Regions from separate parts of the Mus musculus genome. Here regions 1, 2, 3 and 5 are each linked to region 4. A link is a contact called in public HiCAR-type, capture Hi-C and promoter capture Hi-C data. All regions are on one chromosome and are shown on one strand. Each heading gives the region's core, a stretch centred on a gene start, on an enhancer-like site or on the middle of the called end of the contact. The rest is flanking DNA. Distances are from core to core; before and after follow the strand shown. Region 1 holds the start of Nt5dc1 (5'-nucleotidase domain containing 1). Region 2 holds the start of Calhm6 (calcium homeostasis modulator family member 6). Region 3 holds the start of Lama4 (laminin, alpha 4). Region 4 holds the start of Hs3st5 (heparan sulfate (glucosamine) 3-O-sulfotransferase 5). Region 5 holds the start of Frk (fyn-related kinase).

Region 1 (2,700 bases), core at 120-2,619, 2.1 Mb before region 4:
ACACACGCACAAAACTGGCTTTTTAACATGACAGAGGTTAAACAACATTCTCCATGAACGACAGTGAATACAGATGAAGGGCATAAGATGAACCAGACTGGAATCTGAACGCCGTGGAAGGAAAGAAATTAGCACCCAGAGAACACTCTGAAAGAGTAGCCAAAGGACCAAGACTTAAATGTCTTTAAACTATGAGAAAGGAAATGAGATCTGTGCAACTGGCAAGCAAAACAGAGCCCCAGCAGGGACACACACCTTTTTTTTTTTTTAAAGCATCTGTATGCTTGAAAACACACCGGAGTGATTCAGGAGCCTCATTTTTGATTTTGGAGAATCTGACCAACTGGGGCACTGACAGGACTACACTGACTGTGGTCTGCACTAGTGATGTGGTGGGTGCTAACCGTAATAGCAAACAATCGGCTGCACACTTAATCCTCGAAAGGTTAATTGAGAAGGAACCCAGATTATTTGCCCAGTGTCACAGGGCTAGGCACTTGGTGCCAGGGTCCCGAACCAGGGACTTTGACTGCAGAGTCCTGCTTAGACTTCTCACTGTGATATTCTTAATTCTTTAGTTTCTTGTGAACCCAAAGGGTCAGAGAAAGCAGGGCGATTAAGATGAGGGTATAAGCCTACAAATAAAGCAATCTAATCCCCTCATATTCTGGGTAGATTCTGTTGAGATTACAACTTTATTTAAAACGCACAGATCAAGTAGTACGTGCACAATAAATGCTTGTTTTCTTCTCTTGGTAAAGACAAAAGGAGGTCTAAGATGTTAACGACTTCTCCCAGTGTTTCTCACAATACTATTTATTATACAGTCTCTCCCTGTATGAAATACTTAAACTCTGACAGGTGATTACTTGGGTGTGCAAAAGGAAAGATGCAGCCATGTTTTCTTGAAGTTCAAAACAAGTGGCTGTACCCACTCAGCTGGTGCCCAGAGGAGTTGGAAAAAATAATAGGGCCTGGGATCAACAAATGACACACAAAGCCCCTGACCCCGCTTTTTCAGGGTTCTACAAGTCGGCTTCCCGGCTCGGTCTTGCGCTATCTTCTGCCCCTGGCTTCCTCCTCAAGACCGCAGAACCCCTGAAAGTACACTTCCGCCCAGCGGCCGGGGACCTACGACACTCTACACAGCCGCCTTTAGAGGCTGTCCGTGCCACTCACCCGGGCGCTCTCGGGCAGGTTGTAGCGGCACAGCGTGTGGTCGAGATCGAAGCCGACCACGTCGCAGGCGCCCAGGGAGAAGTGCTGAGCCATGGCAGGGCAGCGGCGGGTAACGCAGACCGGAAGGCCGGTAGAGCATGCGAGAAGTTGCCGGGACTCTACAAGCGTAACTCGCAGGCAGGACGCGGAGCGGGGCGGGGCTTGACGGGGCGGGGCTTGACGGGGCGGAGCTTGGCGGGGCGGAGGCTTATATAAGACAGACGGGCGGGGCGTGGTCTGGTCGGGAGGAGCTAGTCAAGTAGGGCGGGTTCTGAGCACACTCCCGCGTCTCCAAGTCAGTGGCCTGTCTGCCTCCTGGATCGCCCCAGTTTTGCTGGCTGGTTCAGGCCAGTTCCACGGCTTGCTTCCAGCTAGTACAGTGCAGCAGGAGCTAAAATGCTCAACTAGGACCCTGCTAGCCAATGTCCTTAATGTAGCTTAAGGTTTCACAGAATTAGTGGGAATTCTCGTTCATTTTTCAGGCGCCACACTACTAAATGATACCAGTGAAACCTCATCCCTTGAGGCTTGAGTGTGGGAGCAGTGTGTGAGAAAATTATGAGCACAAATAACTGTTGGACCCTGTGATGGTTTGTATATTCTTGGACTAGGGAGTGACACCATTTGGAGGTGTGGCCTTGTTGGAATAGGTGTGACCAGGTTGGAATAGGTGTGTCACTGTGGGCGTGGGCATAAGATCCTCACCCTAGTTGCCTGGAAGTCAGTCTTCCACTAGCAGCCTTTGGATGAAGACATAGAACGCTCAGCTCTGCCTGCACCATGCCTGCCTGGATGCTGCCATGCTCCCACCTTGATGATAATGGACTGAACCTCTGTACCTGTAAGCCAGCCCCAATTAAATGTTGTTTTTTATAAGACTTGCCTTGGTCATGGTGTCTGTTCACAGCAGTAAAACTCTGACTAATACAGACCCCTTTAGCATACAGTTTGGTAAGTGGACTTTGAAAGTTGAATCAACAGCTTTATTACTCTATAGTTTGGTAATAAGACATGAAAGACATTCCTGGCATCATTTCAGCCATTGGAATGCATTAAAAAATATATTACGTATTATGGAAGACCACCTTACCAAAAACACCAAGGCTGGTTGTATTAGTCAGGGTTCTCTAAAGACACAGAACTTATGGAATGAGTTCTCTATATATTAAAGGAATGTATTGTGATGACTTATAGTCTGTAGTTCAACTCACCGAGCATTGGTCAACTGTTAATAGGAATTCGAAGAGTTTGGTAGTTGCTCCGTCCCGTGAGGCTAGTTGTTTGAACTGGTCTTCTGTAGAAGTAGGTCTTGTGAGACTAGGCTGGGGCCTAGCAAACACAGAAGTGGATGCTCACAGTCAGCTATTGGATGGATCACAAAGCCCCCAATGGAGGAGCTAGAGAACATATCCAAGGAGCTAAAGGGATCTACAACCCTATAGGTGGAACAACAATATGAACTAACCAGTACCCCGGAGCTCT
Region 2 (2,700 bases), core at 148-2,647, 2.4 Mb before region 4:
AACAAAACAGGAAGGCAACTTAGTGACTTTTGACATTATAAAAATTTAAAAGCCCGAGATAAAGTATTTACTAAACTATTTACCAGCTTTGATAGTGAACAAGTCTTGTCTTAAGCCCTTTAGAAAAAGAACTGTTGGTAGTAATTATCCTCCACCAGCTGGGCGGCGGTGGCGCACACCTTTAATCCCAGCACTTGGGAGGCAGAGGTAGGCAGATTTCTGAGTTCAAGGCCAGCCTGGTCTATAGCCTGAGTTCCAGGACAACCAGGGCTGAACAGAGAAACCCTATCTCGAAAAAAAAAGAAAAAAGAAAAGAAAAGAAAGAAAGAAAAAAACAAAACAAAAAAACTATCCTCCACCACACACACACACACACAACACAGTACAACAACCCTACTGCTGTTTTAGAAAGTCAACAATAGTCCATTAGTCCAAGTCATGTAAAATATACAAAAAAGAGCTCACGTATCACTCCCCTGTAACTGAAAATGTGGGGCTTCTAGAAAGGGTACTCATTATAAAGAGCATCTCCTCCTCCCGCGCCCCGGGGCTTTCTAAATGTGTGGATAGTGTGTTTGGGGCTGGCAAGATAGGTTCTAATGTAATAATGCTTCTAGTTTTCCCAGAATATACAAAATTCACCTGTCCTGAGGCTTTGCTACACAGTGGAAGGAAACACTAAAGAATAACATAAAAAGTACTTCGGCTCCTACTGAGGGGACAAATTTCCCTATTTAAATATTCAGTCCCTGGTCTAGAGAAAAGTCACTGACTTCCTCGCGCCTCTGAGCCTCCCCATCGCTCCCAGAGCCTGACCTGAGACTGAGCCTTGAGCTGGCTCAGGATCTCCTGCATTTCCACCTTCTGCTTGTTGCAGGGAGCCTGCGGTAGCGTGGCATTGCAGTTGGGGTCGCGGCCCTTGCACAGGTATGGCGCCAAGCGCGCGCTCCCGCTGACAGCACATTGGTAGAAAGAGCCCTCGAGCAGCGCCACGGCCACCCAGGTGAGGGGCGCGAATGCCGCGGTCATGCTGAGCTGGGCGCACACGAACGCGCTGCGCAACCCCGAACTGAATCGCGCGCTCCGGGAGCAGCAGCCGGTGAGCAGGCGCCATGTGCGCGCGCTCAGCGCATATCCCAGGAGGAAAAGCGCGAGGGCAGGCACCAGCAGGAACACCAGGCCGTAGGGCAGGTTCCAGGTGGCAGTGCAGGGACACTGGAACACCACTGAGGAGAAGATCTTCTCCCCACCAGCCGTCAGTAGGGTCACCAGGCTATAGCCCAGGGCGTTGCGGTGCTTTCTCTGCAGGTCCAGCACTGCCTTGAACTTTTCCATGGGTTCTGCTCACACTGGACACCCCACAGGCTCTGCTTCTCAGGAAGGTTGAGTGAACCGTGTACTGTACTTTACATCGTGCTTTGAAGCAACTTTCAAAAAGGAAACCCTTCCGGGTTTCACTTTCTTTTTTTTCAATCACACCAGTTCTGGTAAAGTCCCACAAATAAAGTCCCTGTGATCTTTGATCTCCTAAGATCCACTCCACATCCCAAGACTGTAGGGAGCAGAAAAGTCCTGAGCAAAGAGAAGATCTGAATGACTGTGTATCTCAACATGGGCAGCCTGTGAGACTGATTGGTCCATGTAAATTCGCAGGAGCCATTACCCGTACAGGTCACAGTCAAAAGTAACAGCAAAGCTGTCCTTGGGAGTCTGAGTATGTTTATAAACAGTTGACCGGTGCATGTAAAACTAGCAATTGCAGCCTTCTCCTGGAAGTTTATAGGCTGTGACTTCTGCCCTACAGAGATGGCTTCCCAATCTAACCCCTTTTCCGTGCTGTACCTAATATACAAGCTAAGGGGAGACCCACCTGACCCCCGCCTCATTGTGTCTGCATGCCTGCTCCTTTTTCGTTCTTTCTTAGCCCCTAGCCAGCCTTCCAGGATCCAAACTGCAAAGGACAGAGCAGAAGGCTGAGGTCCCAGTCACATGACTCCCTCAGTTCTGGAACGCTTTCAAGAAAACTCCGGTTCTGTTTCTTTGCTTTCCTCCAACCCAAAGTGACCTCTTACAGTGTAGGCAGATGACCAAGCTCGGAAAACTTCTGAATTTTTCTCTATTGCAGCAGCCCTAATGCCAAAGCCAAGTCCCAGTTACAAAAACCCACAACATTTACAGGAAACAGGAACATTTCATTTTTCTTTCATAAGCTAAACCACAGTAAAACTGAGAGTGAGAGATGTCTTTAATCCTAGCCTTTAATCGTAGCATTGGGAAGGCAGAGACAGACAGGTGGATCTCTGTGAGTTCAAAGCTAGCCTGATCTATATCTGGAATTCCAGGGCAGCCAAAACTCTACCGTGAGACCAACCCTGTTCCAAAACAAAACAAACAACAACAGCACAGAAACCAAAGCAGAATGCTAGTTAAACCAAACAGTTTTTAAGTTGAAGCTACATCTAACATGACTCCTGTTTTCATTCCCCTCCTGGTAGTTCTTCTGATACAAACTCTAAGCAAGGCTGTGACATTGAACTCTACTATTTCATAACTCCCAATGAAGTGGAGAAAGCTAGAAAGAGCACGAGCTTTGAGCTCAGGCATTCTGTAAGTCCAGCAGCTGATGAGAAAACTGCATTTGGTGCATGTACATGGCAGAAAGAGTGATCAGTTTGGCAGGTTACAACTTACTCTCCTTTT
Region 3 (2,700 bases), core at 35-2,534, 2.5 Mb after region 4:
ATGAAATTAAATAAAATAACTCATGCAAACTGTTGGTGCATAGAAAGCACTCCAAAAGTGAAAGAGACCACCTACCCCCCACCCCCACCCCCACTATCTCTATGTCCCAGCTCAGGCTTTATCTTATCAGTTTTGGTGTTACAAACTTGAATCAGAGCTTCAGGCCAAGAAGGCTCATATTTAAGCTTCAATTCAGCTTTCTATCAGCTGGGTGGCCCTGGGGAATCGCTCATTCTTCTTCCACAGCAAGGAAATAAAAGCCCTACTATGCGAGAATGCTGTGGTGTTTACAAATGTGTGGAAAGTGGCTGGCACATGGTAGAGAATAAACAGTTGCTTATGTGTATAGCTTTAGAGCCAACAGCCCATTCGGTGAAATGGGGCTCATGATAATGTTCACAGAGTTGCCTTACTGTGTAATTATAATTCCCAATACCTTAAAACTGGCCTGAGTGTCATTATATGGCTATCTTGCTCATCTGATCATTTTTAAGCACTTTGGGGCCTTCCCTCCAGAGATACCTAAAGCTCTGACCTGAAGCCCATGGAAATAAAGGCACCTATCACTGGCAGTGGATACTAGTCAGCTCAAGGGCAGCCCAGCGTAACTGCAGCCTGAGTTCTATGGAAGCCTTGGAAAGGTTGCATGATTCAGACAAATGTTGTAGGCATGAGATTGCAGGCCAAGAGGAAGAGGTCGGGCTACTATGAGCTGTGGGTCGCATATTCGACAGGCTCATACACTGCATGCCTTGTTCTGGGTCCTTCACAAAGCACCTCTTTAGGGAAAACAAGATGTTCTTTGTAAATAAAAGTTCATGCATTTCAATAATGAAGTCATTTTCTAGTACTGTAGTGAAAGATATTCTCTCCAGCCCTCTGGGTGAGGACTCCACAGAGGAAGAGGAGTGGCCAGTGAAGAGCCACAGGCTATCCCTAGAAAAGGAGAGGAGAACGCATCCAGAAATGGACACCATGCCTCTGGCTCCTGAGGTCATCTACCTCAGGTTCCCTCCCGCCCCTGGAATCCTTTTTCCACCCACTTTCCTGTACACTAGTGGGGGCCACATACAAATCTATATAAATATAGATCAGACATCCGGCGCCTTGGCTGCGTAAATAAGGGATGTGGGGAAGCAATCAGGAACGCTGAATATTCATTTCGAGTCCTTGGAGAGACTCCAAACTGCGAGGGGGAGGGGGAGGGGGAGGCGGCGTCTAGGAAAGGCCTGACCTCGGGGTCTGAAAGCCAACTTGAAGTGGGAGGGCCTGGAAGGGGAAGGTGGAAAGGGAGTGGTGAGAATGAGTGTGGGAAGGAAGCCAGAGCCGCGCCGACCTCAGTCCCAGCCGCCAGGGAGAGGAGGTGGCCAGGAGCGCTCGCCTCGCTCATGCCAGTCTGCTCCCCTGCCTTTTGATGTTCACAGGGCGCTAGCTCCATCCATCTGTAAGTCCCAGAACCCAAGTCTCAGGAGCGGCGGGAGACCGGAGACAAAGTGAGAGAGGTGGATGGAAGCGAAAGACAAGCAGGAGAGAGAGAAGAGACCACGCTGACTCTCACTCCCTCTTCTTTAATACAACAAAGTTGCAACTTGGGCTCCTGGATCTAAATACCGCAGGTCCAGAGAAGACAAAACACCAGGCATCACTGCATCTCTTAGGGGGTACCCACCAAGACCTCCAGGTCCTTCACTCCAGGAAGGGCCCTGTTGAATATCTGCAGAGAGATGGGTTGGAGCACAGCTTGGTGCTCAGTCCTGGCCCTGTGGCTCCTCTGGTGTGCTGTCTGCTCCAACGCAGCGTCAGGGGACGGCAATGCGTTTCCTTTTGACATCGAGGGGAGCGCAGTGGTCGGCAGGCAAGACCCATCGGAGACTAGCGACTCAGGCGTGACACTGGGACGCCTGCCGCCTGCTGCTGAGGTACAGTACCCCCTGCCTTTGCCAACCCGCTCCACACCTGTGTCTACCGTGTCTATGGGCTGGGCCACAATCCTCTTTCTCTCTCCCCATCTGTTTGATAACCTAGGCTTTCATCTGGGCTAGGTCTCCTCAGTTGAAATAAAGGGCTCTGTTTTGAAAGTTTGACTTGGACGTCAGTTGAAAGTTGAGGCTTCCAGTGAGAGTACCCTTCATGTCTGCGTGGGTCTGTTAGACTACATGAGAAATGTATGCAGTATGCAGTGGTGGTCTTTTGGTGTGTTCCAATAGCCATTTTGTCAAACCTTGGCACTTACTGTAAGTGCCCCCTCTCTGTCTCCCTGCTCCTCTTTGCTGTTTGAACAATGAGAGCAATATCACTAAAAAGACCTATCCTGTCTCAAACTAAACAAAAGGTCTTCTGCAAGGCTGGGGTGCTGGGGGTGGGGGTTGTCTGTGAAGGAAGCTGTTAGAAAATTTCAGGGCAGATACCTTAAACAAAAGCAGACCATTCTAATCCAGAAGCAAGATTAAGTCAAGCTCCACTCCCAAAGTAAAGCTGATCAGGATATACTACTGGTCTAAGGTTTATTCAGTGAGCTACTGTTTTTATATATCAAGAGACTTTTCAGTTGAGAAATGGCTGAACTGTAGACATTGGAGGAGAAGGATGGGTCCACAGTAAGTGATTTAAGAGCCTCTGCGCCTGGATTACAGTAGCATGTCCAGGCTGTGGGGGATGCGAAGGAGGAGGAAAATGAAGTCACCTAAGTTCATGGGAAAG
Region 4 (2,700 bases), core at 182-2,681:
CCTACTGCTCCTTACATTACACAATATACATGTGGATGCTGCTGCTGAGCTTATGATTTTTTTGAGTAGATGGTAAATAAGTTTATGGAAATTTAACTTATCTCTTCTGGAACTCAACAGTCGTGTCGTCCCCCCCCCCCCCCCCAGGCTGATAACTTAAAAATGGACTTTGAGATCTGAGCTCATGACCTTTGAGGATAATGATAAAGATGGGTCCCTGAAAGAAAGTGGGGCTGCTTCAAAATGAGAACCCAGAAACACGCTGTCTTATGGATTGCTGCCTACCTTTCATTTCTAGATAGACAGAATTAACACAGTGTGGTTGCAGTAACAGAAAGGATTGATATGCCGATTCTTTCTACTCTAGTGCACTGAGCAATAATATTGTGATGTCTTCCTAAAGGACTTGTACATTTGTGCAATGAAAAGTATTCAAGAAGCAGACTACCTCTACAGAAACAACCAGAGAAAGAAGGAATGGAAGGATAAACCATGTTTGATTATTTGTTCAGGCTACCCCCATGAGAGGGGGTAGTAACAATTTCCTTGTAATTGTGGTTAGTCAGGGATGCTTTTTGAGAATAGAAATTAGGAGGGAAGCACCGTAAATAAGCTTCCAGGTGGGCCCTCTTCCACCAGCAAAGAAGCTGAATCCAGCAAATCGACTCAGTTCCCTGGCCTGCCATTTTGCTGGAGGCAGAGGCTAGGACAGAGGAACTAAATTCGAAAGGTGAGTGTGCCTCTGGGTTTTGGAACTCCAGACCCACATGAAGGCTGAGACCAGAGCTCCTCTTTCCTACTAGGCAGTGATCGCCCCCTGTGACTCTGAAGGCACACAGCAGCCCAAAGCACCGTGGCTGACGCCACCAGCCCCTCCTATCCTCTGGCACTCTCACCTGGCATGCTGAAGTCAATGTAGTCTCTCTGGAAACCTGTGTGACCCCTCTCAAGCTCTGGGTCTGACTCCCAACTATCACAGCAGAGATCTGTCACACCTCCTCAGGAACCCGGTCTCTTCAATCTCTAAGTATCAAATTAATTATCTGCCAGCCCAGTAACCCATTCAAGGTTCTCAAAGCTGTGATCTTAGATTGCTCAGGAGCCCTGACCACCCACCTTACAGCTACAGCGTGCTAGCCAAAGCTCTCCGCTCCCGGGTGGGACGTGTTGTGGCCCAGCCTCATGTCCTCCGCCTCCCAGTATATCCTCTTCCCTCTTCAACCCCTAAGGCCAGGCCCTGCCCCTGCCTATTGGAGCTATGGTGCCTGCTCCCACCTCCGTTCCAAAGACACCTGCGCTCCATTCCCCACCCTTTTCCTCCTCCCCCTTTTCCTCTAGGTCCCTCTGCTGCCTTTAGGAGCACAGGAGCGGCTACGAGGGGAGGAGCAGAAGAAGGAGGGGAGCGCGAGGAGGAGAAGGGGCGGGGTGGGTGGGATGAGAGCTGGGAGGGTGTGGACTGGCAGCCACTCTGCAGCTGGCCGCCAGGGACCTGGTCCCTCCCGCGAGCCGAAGTGATGGAGGGGAAGATATCTTCTTAGACATACGCGCGCGCGCACATCCCGCTGGGCACGTCTCCGGGAGGCTGCAGCCGGCTCCAGCGCGCCAGGGACCGGGCGGCGGCTGTGACAGCGCGAGAGGCGGGGAGTCCGCGGTCCGCACAGCTTGGCACAGGCCACCGGAGTACGCAGGGAAGGAAGATCTCAGCCTCACTGACTGTTGCTCTTTTGGAGGCATCTCCAAGGACCGAGCTTTCTGAGATTGTCACTGCGGACGCCCGAGGCTTTGCCCCTCGCCTGCGGAGTCCGGGTCAGCGTCGGTGCCCGCGCCGGGCGAGGAGAATGCGAACCTCCTCCCGCAGAGCTCCTGCGGTCCCCTTCACTGCGCGAACTAAGGCTCCCGCAGCTGCCCCTGGCGTGCTCGCGCCGCGGGAGCGCGCCCTGCCGCACCTGGCTCCAGTCTCCTAGGGAAGTGCGGGAAACGTGCCCTAAACTCCACTACTTCTCTTCCCCTCCTTTGGCTTGCAGCTCCCCGCCCAGGACACCATAGCCGCCTCTGTCGCCGCCCGAGTGGAAGCCCGGGTACTGTGCTGCTTGTTTGCTCTGCTCGCCGGCTTGCTCCTAGCTGAGCATCCCAAACTACTGGACAACTGCCACTGCGATCGCGGGAACCACTTGGTGACCCGGGGCGACTGGCCTGGGCCACCACTTTCCAAGCCGAGGCTGTCACCACTAGGGACGAAGGTGAGTGAGCACTGCGCGCTGCTCGCCTGGTGCGGGAGAGAGGGTAGGGGGCTCGAAGCTCGGACTTTCTGAATTTAGGAGAAAGTGATAAGCGAAGTCACCTAGAGGAGGCATCCTTTTGCCCCACTCACTTTGTAGGGCGCGGCTTTTCTAGGCGCCTCCTGGGGAAGACTTTGAGCCTCTTGCTGGGGTAGGGGTTAAACTAATAGGACAAGAGAAACAGAAGGAGCAATTGCTTGAGCGAATTTAGCAGTCTGCCTCCAAGACTGTCCCCCCCGCCCTTCTGTCTGCCTGTCTGTCTTGCTCTGAGACCTACATCCAGCGCTCCCCTAGAATCAGATGCAGAACGCACAGTCACTGATGATGATCGCTCACAGTTTGGGATTCTGCTTGGCCACTTCTCCGCTAGTTGTGTACTGTTATTTGAAGTTATACGGTGGCTTTAAGGGGAGTGGGCTGC
Region 5 (2,700 bases), core at 29-2,528, 2.0 Mb before region 4:
TCCCAGCATTCGGGAGGCAGGAGGCAGGCAGATTTTGAGTTCGAGGCCAGGCTGGTCTACAAAGTGAGTTCCAGGACAGCCAGGGCTATACAGAAAAACCCTGTCTCGAAAAAACCAAAAACCAAAACCAAAAACAAACAAACAAACAAAAATTTAGAATAGCAAAGGGTTTGGAGTCTTAAATCCACTTAAAGTTGAGTTTGGGTCCACCTGTGCTTAGTAGACCTTCTCATTCTTTCTGTTTCTACATCATGTAGATGTCCCAGGAAAGACCACAGCATCTGTAAGCCATGTTTAAAGAAATCAAGAAGATACCACACTTTCACAGTTCATGGTGTTTGGTACAGAATATTTGTTATGATTCATTGGTATCATGATCACTATTTTCATTTCTGTGTAAAATAAGGAATTACACGTGCAGTCTGTTTTAGGTCTCATGGTATTAAAATAAAACAAAATATGTCTCAGAATTTGGCTTTATGTGTGTGTGTGTGTGTGTGTGTGTGTGTGTGTGAGCCATGTGTGATGGATATGTGTCTATGTATGGGTGTACATATATGTGGAAGACAAAGAACATTGCGGCCTGCTTTGTCATTTGCAACCTTATTTCCCTTAAGAAATGGTCCCCTCCCGAGGTTGCCTGTTTCCATTTTTTTCTGCTGGCCCTCAGTGCTGCAGTCCCAGAATGTCTATCTTAACCTGAGCCTGAGTTGTTCTGAGGTCTCACCACAACCCCACGGAGTCAGCATGACTATGGACCTGAAGTCCAACTTGAAGAGACAGCATCTCTACAAATGCTCTTATCAGCCTGCCACCTGTTTCTCCTGTGTGTGCTTGGGTACACGTGCTACAGAAATAGCGATGTAAGGGGTCAGGAATGAGATGTCTCTGTGGGAAAAAGCAGCCTTTCGGGTTCTCAGCATTTTGCCCAGCTGCTTTGCTACTCTTTTTTTTTTCACCAGAAACTTCTGAGGCTATTAAAATCTATTCCTAGTGATTAAAAAAAAAAATGGTAGGGACTCAAAGGCTCTTTTTCAATTGCCACATGTCTGGCAGATCCTACCTAAACACCCAGTTTTCTCCTTTTAAAATTTTCTCTACCAGTATCAAAACAATCCTACTCATATTTGTGAGGAAATAAATCTCTGCCTTGCATTCTGTGTAGGGAATATAGCAAGACAGATAGCCATCTGGGCTAGCCTGTTTCTCTGGGTTTTGGCTGCTTTAAGAATCTGGCTTCTTGGTAAGGGGGCTGGTCTATCCTGGGTGTGGGAGGAGGGAGCGGGAAAGCTGACCTGGGAGTTCCTTTTAGATCAGACAAAAAGAAACCAGGAAGTTAGGAGGAATTATTACAGTCTGTACAGCTCAGGATGTTAAAGGCGATAACCTCCACGGCCTGGTTATTCATTAGCAAGAAGGAAAGCTCCGGAGAGAGCAGAACTCTCTCAGCTGCAGGCTTGAAGCAGGGTGAGAGCAGCTGGAGCAGGCCGGGCTGGGAGCTTGTTCCTGGAGTTAGTCTCTCTCTAACTTTTTCCGGGGACAGAGGGAGAGGTGGCTGTTCTTTGTTCTCAAATGTCCCTCTAAATAAAACCCTTTTTATTTTACTTATTGTTCGGTGCCCAGGCAGTCAGGAAGAAGCACCTTCCCACTGGACCTCCAGCTCAGTCCTCTCTTGGTTTTGCCTCAGGGCAGCAGCTACAAACAGAAAGCCAGCTGTGAGTGTCTTGGCCAAGCCCAGATCTGCCGGAGAGAGGAGAGATCCGAAGCGGGAGGTATGGTGAGTTGCAGCTGATTTGGAAGCTGCCTGGTGGAGGACCGTGGCTCTGTACAGCTTGTGGGGAGAGGACTATCCTCTCCTACAACTACTAAGCTAGAACAACACCATGGGCAGCGTCTGTGTGAGACTCTGGGCATACCTGCAGCCTTTTCTCCCGTGCTGGTCTCAAGAGGCAGACAAGTCAGTAGTAATTGAGAATCCAGGGGCCTTCTGTCCCCCAGAGGCTCCCAGGTCACAAGAGCCCGAGAGAAGCCATGGCCAGTATTTTGTGGCTCTGTTTGATTACCAAGCACGTACTGCAGAGGACCTGAGCTTCCGTGCCGGCGACAAACTCCAAGTCTTGGACACTTCGCATGAGGGCTGGTGGTTGGCCAGACATTTGGAGAAGAAGGGAACCGGCTTAGGTCAGCAGCTACAGGGCTACATTCCTTCCAATTACGTGGCGGAGGACCGGAGTCTCCAGGCAGAGCCGTGAGTAGCACCGGCCATACTTTTTTCTTGATTCTTTCGGGGTTGGATACTGAACTCTGACTCTCCTTCCTTCCTATCCACGGACTCTCATTCACAGATCGGTCCAGTGTATGGAAAGGCATTCTAGAAGCTGTTAATTGAAGCATGTCTTTCTCGCAAAGTGAGAGAGAACTGCTAAAATGACTTTGATTATAGTGGGCACACCTATGGTCCATCTAATACTCTCCCTCTGCCTCACTTTCAATAGAACTACATTTTCATTTACGGGCAGCTATAGTCTCTCCTAAACCTACTTTCAAATCTAAAATCGGAGGCTATTTGTTTAGTTAGTGTAAACTTTCCAAGCATTCCAAACTAATGCTACAAATCCTGCAGTTGACCACAACCATTTCCATTATGGTAGGCTCACAAGTGGGCTAATTTACAAAGACAACAAAACAACTACACAGTAG

The links. Promoter capture Hi-C pulls out the DNA fragments that hold promoters and counts their contacts. HiCAR-type assays count read pairs that join an accessible place to other places. Capture Hi-C pulls out chosen DNA fragments and counts their contacts.
Region 1: a contact with region 4 is called in a HiCAR-type map of astrocytes, with 9 times the contacts expected there. The contact joins the promoter of Nt5dc1 here to the promoter of Hs3st5 in region 4. A contact is called at or near these places in 4 of 39 promoter capture datasets (cranial neural crest, frontonasal cranial neural crest, hippocampal neurons and 1 more), 3 of 115 datasets of contacts at active chromatin or transcription factors (astrocytes, embryonic forebrain and forebrain) and 1 of 9 other capture datasets (embryonic stem cells).
Region 2: a contact with region 4 is called in a promoter capture Hi-C map of hippocampal neurons, with 4 times the contacts expected there. The contact joins the promoter of Calhm6 here to the promoter of Hs3st5 in region 4. A contact is called at or near these places in 2 of 39 promoter capture datasets (cranial neural crest and hippocampal neurons).
Region 3: a capture Hi-C map of embryonic stem cells shows a contact between it and region 4, with 7 times the contacts expected there. The contact joins the promoter of Lama4 here to the promoter of Hs3st5 in region 4. A contact is called at or near these places in 1 of 39 promoter capture datasets (hippocampal neurons) and 1 of 9 other capture datasets (embryonic stem cells).
Region 5: a contact with region 4 is called in a promoter capture Hi-C map of hippocampal neurons, with 12 times the contacts expected there. The contact joins the promoter of Frk here to the promoter of Hs3st5 in region 4. A contact is called at or near these places in 5 of 39 promoter capture datasets (cranial neural crest, frontonasal cranial neural crest, hippocampal neurons and 2 more) and 1 of 9 other capture datasets (embryonic stem cells).

What each region holds. Positions count from the first base shown.
Region 1 is chr10:34,417,182-34,419,881 of GRCm38.p6, forward strand. It overlaps Nt5dc1 (5'-nucleotidase domain containing 1), which reads right to left and starts at 1,370. Exons shown (of 12, transcript NM_176968.5): 1 at 1,180-1,370. The coding sequence starts at 1,272.
Region 2 is chr10:34,126,575-34,129,274 of GRCm38.p6, forward strand. Calhm6 (calcium homeostasis modulator family member 6) reads right to left here and starts at 1,398. Exons shown (of 2, transcript NM_175449.4): 1 at 817-1,398. The coding sequence starts at 1,335.
Region 3 is chr10:38,964,231-38,966,930 of GRCm38.p6, forward strand. It overlaps Lama4 (laminin, alpha 4), which reads left to right and starts at 1,285. Exons shown (of 38, transcript NM_010681.4): 1 at 1,285-1,919. The coding sequence starts at 1,725.
Region 4 is chr10:36,505,376-36,508,075 of GRCm38.p6, forward strand. Hs3st5 (heparan sulfate (glucosamine) 3-O-sulfotransferase 5) reads left to right here and starts at 1,432. Exons shown (of 5, transcript NM_001253356.1): 1 at 1,432-2,240.
Region 5 is chr10:34,482,122-34,484,821 of GRCm38.p6, forward strand. It overlaps Frk (fyn-related kinase), which reads left to right and starts at 1,279. Exons shown (of 9, transcript NM_010237.3): 1 at 1,279-1,467; 2 at 1,624-2,248. The coding sequence starts at 1,884.